Linked DNA regions of Mus musculus: region 1 is linked to region 2. The links are chromatin contacts, called in public promoter capture Hi-C maps. All regions are on one chromosome and are shown on one strand. Each heading gives the region's core, a stretch centred on a gene start, on an enhancer-like site or on the middle of the called end of the contact. The rest is flanking DNA. Distances are from core to core; before and after follow the strand shown. Region 1 holds the start of Macir (macrophage immunometabolism regulator). Region 2 holds the start of Pask (PAS domain containing serine/threonine kinase).

Region 1 (5,453 bases), core at 2,688-5,187, 4.3 Mb after region 2:
ACAGAAGGAAGACAGCAGACAGGAGACAGCAGAGCCAAGAAACAGTGTAGCTGTACACCTCCTAAAACACTGCCCGGACAGCAATCTACTGCAAAGTTATAGGAAAGCTTTCCCTACCATCTCCTAAAATAAAAATTAAAAGCTGTAATAAAGTCATCCCAAAACACAACTTTCAAATAAAGCTATCTAACTTTAAAATCTGGAACTCCCTAACAATATTGTTTTATCCTAGCATTTGAAGACTTAAGACAGTGAATGGGAAAGACCGATGTCCAATTCTTTGGACAGAAAGAAAAAAAATTACGTAGGAAAACATACTAAGGTGAATGGAACTAAAGCTTTAAGATACAATGTTTCCAAAACAGAGAGCTGAAACAAACAGCTCCATGGCATTACTCTGTAAATAATGTGGACAGGAAACTTAAACACTGCCAAGGGCAGCTAACTGTGTCTGGACAGGCAAGCCACAGGTAAGGAAGGGAAGACATCTAACAGAGACTGCAAGGAGACTCTACAAGTAGAAAAGTTTAAAGCATAAACTGGTAAGTGATATATAGCATTACAGTTAATAAACTCCTTCTAAAATAGTATCTCATTCATGTATTCCCTGGCATAATTATCTGTGGAGCCTCTTGAATGCTCAAGTATCTTTGGATGACAAACATGTTGTTACCTTATCCCAATGTATAAAACAGCAAAGAGATGTGAGGTTTGGAACAGAAAATAAATCTTCCTACTTCTGTACTTTGGGAGGCACATCCACCAAGCCATTGGCTCCATGGTGTATCCAGCTATTCAACACTCTCTCTCAGTGTGGAAAAGCAGGGGGGCAGGTTTAAAGGCCTACCACCATGTCAGATGAAATCCTCCAACGTGGAACAGCAAACTGGAACACCATATGACACCAGTTTTCTGTTTTCCCACAAAACAAAGAACGCCTCACATGGAAATTTTCAGTTCTAAACAAACTCTTTCCTCTTAAATACCTAAATCTGTGTATTTCAGGCATCACCCCAGATCCACTAATTTAAAAATAGAAAAATACCAAATTTTATCACTATATAAGTGGCTATATAAGCATATATAGGGGGCAGGGGCCACAGGCAAGGGAAATTCCATTTCAACTGGTGAAAATGTTTTGTAATCAAAATATTTTCTGCTCTCAAAGGCTATTCTAAAATAAATAAATGAGGGACTAACGCATTCCTCAAGTAGAAAAACACTGAACAGAACTAAAACGGTTCAGCGGCCAGACAGATTAGAACACCGAATGGAAAACAAAATGCTTTGCTGAACCCATGCGCTCTCACCATGGTGACCACTTGCAACCTTCTTACCTTTCTGCGGCTTGTAAAAAAACCAAATCACTAAGGGCTTGGAAAAGCAGTTATCACGTGTAGTGTGACTTTTTAAAAACCTCCTTTGACCTTACCAACAAACCGCCAACCTTCCCAGCATGGTAAGGCAACCCATAATTGGTTCAGAAAGACACAAGTGTGTGTGTTCCTCTTTCTAGTATCAGTTCCCTTAATAGCAGGACCCTTAAAGAGCCCAGCATTCACTTGGTTTCCATCTCTGCTAATTAAAATCAAGCCCACGTTACTATATCACATTCAGCTTCACTCCAAACATGTCTGACAACAGCTGAAACCACAAAGTCTACTCGCAGTCTTTATAAGAAACCTGCCTCTTCTGGAAACCTAACCACGAAGACACGGGTATCTTTGGTGGTGATTCACCTTCCGGAAGGAAAGCTAAAAACTGAGTATCCACTGGGAAAATAACTGAGGCCTCAAATCAGGAAACAAAAACTTAAACGGTGTTTAGAAACTAATGTCCTCATCACACCCATTACTTTTTAAGACAAAGTGTTAAGTTTCTCTTCGAAACTATGGTAATACATAGATGGAAGCTAATCGGCTGTTAGTACTGTCAGTGATCCCTCACACCTGGGAGACTTGGTGCTAACAGTTCTATCTACAACTAAACATCAAAACACATTTTATGCACCAAGTCTTACCAAAGTTGAGTAGTCTCGGTGCTCATGAACGCTAACATGTCATCCTGTCCGTTTTGTTTTTAATCCAAGGTCTCATAATAAAAACACCCAAATCATTAAAATAACCCACGCATACACTGTAGCCCAAAGCTTCTGGGAGAATAACCACATATGGAACTAATTGGGAAAATAAATTTTGTGAAAGAGTCGTTTCCAATCCTTAGTGTCTAGCTTGTTGCACTACAGTAAAAGACCCCGGCACCTGAAATTATATAGTGGCATTTCGAGGAAAAACAACATAAAGTAAAGTTTAGAAACCTCGGAGATCTTGTGCGACTTCTGCTCTTTCAGCTAGGAGCCTCTAATAGGGTACAGTGTTGCTGTGTCCATAATTACTCCTCTTGGAAGGATGAAAAAGTTCAGCGCCAGTGTCTCCCAGTGTTTCCAGCCCCACTTACACACACACACACACACACACACACACACACAGAGAGAGAGAGAGAGAGAGAGAGAGAGAGAGAGAGAGAGAGAGAGAGAGAGAGAGAACACAAAACAAAAACAAAACCCTGGTTCTGAAGAAATCCTCAGCCCACTCTAAGCAAAGCGGCGTGGGCAGAGAGCCCGGGAGTCTCTAGCGAGCCAGACACTTGCCAGGGGGAAAGCACGCGGCTGTCCTTCCCTTCGCGAACTGGGTTCCTTCCTGGCCGAGATTTGCAGATTCCACCACTAGAGCGACTTTGGCAGCTTCACAATGGGCCGCTTCTCAAGGTCTGAGCGCCGGCCGCTGCCAGGCGCCCTTTCCTAGGCTTCCCACCCGCCCCAAAGTCCACCAGCGACAGGTGGGGCGAGGGTGGCGGTGCCCGAGACATCTGCCGCCTTAGTTTCTGGCCAGCGCCCGGCCGCGATTCCCCAGTCCACAGGCGCTCCTCCGCCACCGCCGGTCCGTCTGTCCGTCACCAGCCGCCGCACCGGCCTCGGCCTCGCCCGCGGGGTGCAGCGCGCACTGGTGGCCGAGATAAGGTCGCCAGGGGCTGTCTCCCGCCGCTATCTGTAGCCCGCAGCCGCGGCTTGTACACCGTTGGGGCCAGAGGCGCGGCAAGCCGGGCGAGCGTTACTTCTCAATGGGCCTCCGCCGGGCCTGCCGCCTGGCGCTGCGGGTAGGGCGAGCCGCCTAGCTGGCGCGCGCCGACGCGCTCAGACTTCCGCACCTTGGCACCGCGGGAGCGTCGCTCCGGGTCGCAGAGTCCCCGCACCGCATGTCGGCGGCGAGCGCACGCCCGCCCGCCCGCCGGTCCGTCCGCTCGCTCGCTCGCTCGCCGCGCGCGCACGGGGCGCACGCCCCCGCACACTCACCCGCGCCGCACACTCCCGCGTCGCCGGCCCCACCCCTGTGCCAGGAAGCTGCGGGCTCTCGCACCCCGCTCGGGCCCCACCCCAGGCTCCAGTCCCCCCACCACCACGCCAGCCATTCGCACCAAGGCTCAGGGACCAGCGCCGCTCGCAGCCCCGGTGTCACCGAGCCATCAGCCATCGCGGAGGCCGGCGCGGCCCGGGGCTTCCCTGCGCTGCGCACACACCGCGCGCCCGGCCGGGACACGAGGCGAGGAGGAAGGGGCGGCGCCGTGCCTGGGGCTGGCACAGTGGCTCGCTGACTGGGGCACCCACACTCACGCGCGTACCCCACCCATCCCCGCCACCACCTCTGCAGCACAAAAGGTTGCAGGAGGAGTGGCGCTCCCCGTCCAACGTACCGGTCGTCCAGGGTTCCGCCGGTTCCTCTATGGCCGGCAGCCGCAGACCCCGAAGCCAAGGGCGGGCGAGGCGCGGGGCTGCGGCGCCGAGGTGTGGGCAGAGGCCGCCAGCGGAGCCAGCCGGGTACCCGCTGCTCTCCCACCGCGCTCGGCGCCAGCTACGGCCCGCCGTAGTCCCGCCTCCTCCCCCGCCTCCGCCCGCCTTCCCGCCTCCTCCCGCGGGCTGCGGAGGCGAGGCCGGGAAGCGCAGAGCCCGCCTCCTGCGCCAGGCTCGCACGCTCGGCTGGGCGGGCGGCTGGGCCGGCGGCGTGAGAGCGCAGAACCGGAGGCTGTTGCGGGGACGGGAGGCGGCGGCGTGATGCCACACTGCTCCCGGACCAAAGTCCGCCGCACCCTCCGGGGAGCCGCAGCTCACAGGCCTGACAATGCGGGCCGCTCCCACAGAGCGGTGTGCTAAACTCTGTGGGGATGGCTGTGATTTTTGAGTTTCTGCTGATCAGAAGTTGAGAAGAGCAGAAGCCCATGAAGTTAAAATTATACTATAATAATAAATAATAATAATAATAAATGTCAACAACTAAATATGGGGGCGGGGTGAAGACTAAATTCTGAGTCACTTGTTTCTCTTCTCTTTTCCTTTCTAGCTTCCTTCCTGTTCTGTCTTTACAAGGTCTCACTCTGTACCCAAGGCCGGACTTAAGCTCCGGAGAACCGTTCTGCCTTAGTCTCCAGAGCGCTGGGATTACAGGGATGAGGTGCCATCCCAACAAGATTTTCTTTTCTCAGTCCATATGCCACTCCCCTGCCGAAGTGGTCAATGCAGCATTACAAATATTTGCTGATATTTATTTAGCTCTAGGTGCCAACCCTTTTGACGCACATTCCCAAGTTTGCAGCTCTCAACTGTGCTAGTCCACATTTTTAAGACAGAAAACATGAGTTACATCCTTGAAGTCACAGACCTTTCATATAGCTGAGCTGTTTGTGTATTTATAAATTTAAATTCAGGTTCCTGCATTGTGTGGCCTTTTAAACGGTGCTTTATCTGAACATAAAGTCATACATTTCATCTAGACTAATACAAACTTAAAGCAAATAGTTCATGTTCCAGAGTCTATATATGTCCCCCAAATTACCAAGGTTAATAAATACACTCTGGCTCCAAGATGTGGCTTCTGGTTTCTCTGCAACTGAAGGACACTTACTCAATTGCTTCTCATATGCTCTGATGTAAGTATCAGAAAAAGGAAGGAAGAGGCCAGATTCATGAATGTTCTCAGTTACTCTTCCCCAACATGATATTCATGTAACTTATCAAATATAGATAGACCCTAGTACACTGTACAGGTATTGAATGCTCAAGTGATTAAATTTTGTTTTATATTTATTTGTTCAGTTGTTTTGTGCCCCCCCCTCCCCGCCCCACCACCATGGGTACCTTAGTAGAAGATGCTCCAAGTATTTTCAGATTTGAACATTTATCACAGCAGTGTATTCTGATGTTCGTTCTTATAAAACTACCTCGGAAACATTACAAATTATTTCAAGAAGCTTAGTTTCATTTTGTCTGAACTCATAATTTTTTTAAGAGAACACCTTGTAACTTGGCCTTTGTTCTGAAATTTTAGCAATGTTCTTTGGCCAGAAGCAATAAAGTTCCGACTAGTCTCTCCGTTCATTAGGCTGAAAGCTAGCCTTGTCTC
Region 2 (5,284 bases), core at 2,370-4,869:
AGGTGGATCTCTGTGAGTTCAAGGCCATCCTAGTCAACAGAACAAGTTCCAGGACAGCCAGGGCTACACAGAGAAATCCTGTCTCAAGGAAACAAAACAAAAACAAAAACACAAGACTCTCGTAGAGAGCTCCGAGGAGCCCAGCTATGTATGGTGTTGTGAAACTCCTCTGCAATCCCTGCACTTGAGAGGTGGAGCAAATGGATCAGAAATACAAGACCATCCTCAGTTATACAGCTCAAGGATGGCCAGGGATTCCTTGTGTCAAAAAAGAACAAGATAGTTGTCTACAAGTAGATCCCAGTGAAGTGCCTGATAGATACTCATAGGCCATAGTCAATAGCTCCTGAATACAGCAGGACAGGGCCCCTTACACAGAAAGAACAAAATGCTGATATTATAACATGCCATGAAGCTACACAAAGTAAATAAATGGGCAACAGGACACAGACAATTTCAGAAGCAGACCAAGAAATATAAACCTGACATACATGGGAAATCCATAAGGTCCCCCAGCACTGACTGAATAACATGGCCTTCAATGTCTTGTACATGAAGATAACAGTAACTCACACCCCGCAGCACTCCTGCAGAATTTCAAGAGCCAAGTTAGCCGGGCAGTGGTGGCTCACACCTTTAATCCCAGCACTTGGTAGGAAGAGGCAGGCAGATTTCTGAGTTTGAGGCCAGCCTAGTCTACAGAGTGAGTTCCAGGACAGCCAAGGTTACACAGAGAAACCCTGTCTCGGGGGGAAGAAAGGGGGGGGGATGAGCAGATTCAAAGCAAGACTAAATGCTTATTATCTATGATCTGTAGTTTTAAATAGCTAAATAATTTGGAGGAAATTGCATCCTATGTTCTCCTATATACAAAGATTATTTCTGGGTGAATTTAAAAACAGAAATGAAAAGAAACTGCCAGGGCCAGCAAGATGGTTCAGCAGGTAGATGTGCTTGCCATGGAAGCCTGATAACCTAAGCTTAATCCCCCGGAAACTATGTAAAGATAGAAAGGGAAGCCAACTCCAGAAAGTTTTCTCTGACATCCCTTTGTGCACCTACTTACAACAGTGTACACACAGACATACAGACAGACACACTCACACAAACCGTAGACGCACAGAATAACCACAAAATTCAAATATAAGTAAGTGTATTTTGGTCCTGCAAATAAGAAAAAGCCACAGCTAGGACCACGGTCTGGGCAATCCATGTGCTTTGTAACAACCAGTGCTCACCAGGAATGTCATTCTGTATAGCTCCGAGACATGTGAAGGAGGAGAACTTCCAAAAGGTAAAAGCGACATGAACTTAAATCAGAGGTGAGCTATCCTACAACCCCAAAACAGTCAGGGACTCTAGAAGAGCCACTGTGACCCCAACTCTATAAAACCATTATGTTCTAGTAATCTCAGAAGCAAAGAACGTGAAATACAGGTTCAAAGTTATTAAATACACTCTCTTCAAACCAACTGAAAAGAAAAGCCACCTTCCAGAGAGGCTACACTGCAGGGACCAGTCTACAGAAATCCACACACATAAATACTAAGATGCACAAGGATCATTCCAGGCCAGCACGGTTCAAAACAGTAAAGGCTAGGAAACTAGACAGGTAGAAAGCCAGGGAGGCAAGAAGAAGAGAGAAGGAAGGAAAGAGGGAAAACAGTCCAAAAGAAAAAACAATTTAAATACTCATCAAGAAGAAAGCTCTGATACAATCATCAGTAAGAACAAAGGAATTGTGTACAAGAACCAATCCTAGCAGTATAGAGTAAAAACCTTCAAAATACAAAAGGTTATCTGCAGCAAGATTCCTTTTATATATATATATATATATATATATATATATATATATATATATATTAAATTAATATATATATATATAAAATCTAAATACACTGCTTAAAAAATACAATATACAGGATAAGAGTCCAACAAGACTGAAGACCCATACTTCAGGCAGACAATTCCCTGGAGTCTGGTAGAGCACTAAACTTAAGAGGCAAAATGACACAGTCTCTTACTTCCTAAGTTAGTTAATGGGTTTAAATGTGTTTGTTTTAATATGTGTATGTGTGTGTGTAAGCACATGCATGTGCCTGTGTATGTATGGGCACTGTGTGCATGCAGGAGCCTGAAGAACTCAGAAGAGGCCACCAGATGCCCTGAAACGGAAGTTACAGACACCACCATGTAGGTGCTAGGAACAGAACCCAGGTCTTCTATAAAACTGCAACAGCTTTTAACTGCTGAGCCATCTTACAACCTCATTTTATTTTCATTATAATGCATGACTTTTTCATGCATTTTTATTACATTGTGGGAGTGTGTGTGTGAGAGAGAGAGAGAAAGAGAAAGAGAGAAAGCACAACCATGGATGACAGAAAACAACTTTCAGGAGTCACTTCTCTCTTTCTACCCATGTGGGTCCAAAATTGTCAGACCTTGGCAGCAAGTGCCTTTACCCACTGAGCCATAATGCTGGGCCCAAACTGTAGGGCTTTGTTTCCTTTTGGGGTTTGTTTTGTTTTTTGTTTTGTTTTGTTTTTGAGGCAAGGTCTCCAGAGTCGTTGGAAGTGCTGGGAAGAGAGGAAGACACCATCAGCCTGACAATTGGTATTTTTGTGTGAAGGTGGGTATTAAACCCAGAGCTAGTCACCTATTGGGCAAACCTTCCACCACTGACTGATAAAGTATGACTATTTGCCTTCACTATTCTGCATATTACATACACAGGCACATGCACTCAGTATGTGATCCTAAAAAGCAACAACTCATTATGAAATAAGAGATGAGTAGCGACAGTGTTCAAGGCTATATGTGACACCACCAGACTCAAACAAAATAAAGATGAGTAGGTGTTAGATAGCAGTTTTCAAGTAGAGTGTTTTAATGTGAAAGATGTACAGGCATCTTCTCTAGGTATCTAAATGCACTAATTACTGTTACAGCAAACAATGATACGATCATACCGTGGTTTTTCTACTTTTAAAACCAACCTATTGACAAAGTTAGGACATGTAATTATGGCTTCTAAATACACTGCCAAAGTCACAAAACCTTACTGTTTTTTTAGACCTTGTATGACCTCAGAATATATTGATATGAGATCTTAATTTATATAAAAAATACCATTCTTCAAACTAAATTGTTAATGCTACAAATTTTTATCTTAAAAGTAATTACAGGAACTGGGCGGCTCCCTTTGTTAAAAGTTTTTTTCTATGCAAGCATGAGGACTTGCGTTTAAATCTTTAACCACATAAAAAGCCAGACGTGGCTACACATAACTGTAATCCCGAAATTAGGGGGTGAAGATAAGTGACTCCCCAGAGCTCACTGGCCCGCTAGTCTAACCTTAAAGCAAAGCTTCCAGTTCAATCAGAGGCTTTCGGGCGCTGGCGGCTCTTGAGCGCGGGTCAAACGGCCAGAACCCGCCACCACTCTGGGGCCGGGGCTGGGCGGAGGGAGTGCGGGCGCGCGAGGAAAGGGCCAGAGCCACTCCACGACAATGCGTAACTAACACTCGCCGCCACCCGGAGGTTTTTCGAAGGCTGGTGTCTCACCCCAGGCTGGCGCAAGTCTCAGTCGGATTCACAACGTGAAGATCCGCGCGCTTCTGGCCCACCGACCAATCGCAGAACGACTTAGGCAGCATAACAAGGGACCAAGAACCAACCAGACACCCTGATGGGCGGACCTCAGTGAAAGCAAGCAGCTGAGCGCGCGCAAACAGTTGCTAGGGACGCACCGGACACCCACTACAGAGCCTCGGAGGAGCCAAAAGACCCGATTTCTTCGCGCCTTTCCCCCCCCTCCACGCCCCACTCCAAGTGACTGCAGTTTACTCTTACGGGAGAACCGAGGACGGTGAGCGACGTGCAGCCCTTCTTACGACGGCCACCTTTCCAAGGCGAGGACAGTGAGAAGCGGACGACACAGTGGCTCGCCGTGGGCTGGAGGCCGCAAACGTGAGCCCCAGGACCGGACCGCGGCCCCTCCCGCCTTCTCCAAGCATCCCCTAAAGGTGGCCTGTGGCACCAGTGTATCAGCACGCAGGCGCAGAATAAACTGGTTTCCCTCGCCTACCGGCTCACCGTGAAGTGAGGCTCCCGAAGTCGGGGGTGCAAGTCTAGTCGGCTTCACCTGTGGCCTGTAGAACTCTCCTGTCCGCAGTACCTCTACGCCTCCGAAGTTGGCATAGTGACTTGAGCGAATCCGCAAGCTTGAAGTGTCTCCCATGCTGCCTAAAGACTTTCCGGGATGTCTGCTTTCTTCGTGCTCGCCTAGACTCTACTCATTCATCAAACCCCTAACCCAGGTGGAGCCGGAGCCTGTGGGAACTACAATCCCCATGAAACACTGCGCCCGCGCAAGCATTGTCAGCTCGCGCTTCTATACTTTGTTCCATTGGCTGGCCTATTGGACCTGGAATCCTGATTGGCCCATGGCCTAAGGCGACAGATTCCGGAAAGGGAAAGAGCAGCCAATATGGCGGCAGAGCGCGGCGCGGGGCAGCAACAGTCGCAGGAGATGATGGAGGGTGAGCGGCCCCTGTGGGTGACCGGGGAGCGGCGAGCTTCGGGCTGGGCGGTCACGGCCTCTTGCGGGATCGGAATTCGGCCTCCAGCCTCCGGCCACAGCCACAGAGCTCTGACAGCTGCCAATATGGCTGGACAGCCAGGGAGGCTCGGAGCCCGGGAGTCCCGTCCCGAGGGCGGTAGCGGCCAGAAAGACAAGACCCTGGGGAAAAACGTGGCGCGAGCCCGCCCAGGGAGATTGGCAAGGAAGCCGTGGCTATAGGAACCTAGTCTTAAAGCTCCGAAGTTGACAGGCGAGGGGGCAGGGAACCGTCCTCCGTCAGCTCACTGGGAAACTGAGGCTTCAGGCGTGGGGAATCTACGAAGTCCAGTTTGTTCACGCGGCATGAATGGAAAAGTCTGCTTTGAAGCGAATGGGTTGTGGCAGAGAGATGGATAAAAAGGAGCTCCGGAAATTGAGTTTACAAGGCGTTGTCTTGTTTTCTAGGCATGCAGTCTAGTCTATATTCAACTTTCTTCCTTTTTTTCCTTGTGTTGGATTATGTCATATACATATGTAACATACATATATGTTACACGTGTGCATGCTTTTGTATACAGTTGTGTAGATACATGGTCATTACATGCGTGCATATATGTGTGTTAGTGTATACGAACAGACTTGTACATATGTACATGTACTTAACCCTACCCATTGTAGCATTAGGCAAATCTTAAATGTCTTTGAAAGACTCCACTATTTT

The links. Promoter capture Hi-C pulls out the DNA fragments that hold promoters and counts their contacts.
Region 1: a contact with region 2 is called in a promoter capture Hi-C map of pre-B cells. The contact joins the promoter of Macir here to the promoter of Pask in region 2. A contact is called at or near these places in 2 of 39 promoter capture datasets (cranial neural crest and pre-B cells).

What each region holds. Positions count from the first base shown.
Region 1 is chr1:97,658,081-97,663,533 of GRCm38.p6, forward strand. It overlaps Macir (macrophage immunometabolism regulator), which reads right to left and starts at 3,938. Exons shown (of 3, transcript NM_133825.3): 1 at 3,751-3,938.
Region 2 is chr1:93,339,169-93,344,452 of GRCm38.p6, forward strand. It overlaps Pask (PAS domain containing serine/threonine kinase), which reads right to left and starts at 3,620. Exons shown (of 18, transcript NM_080850.2): 1 at 3,358-3,620. Ppp1r7 (protein phosphatase 1, regulatory subunit 7) reads left to right here and starts at 4,460. Exons shown (of 10, transcript NM_023200.3): 1 at 4,460-4,543. The coding sequence starts at 4,492.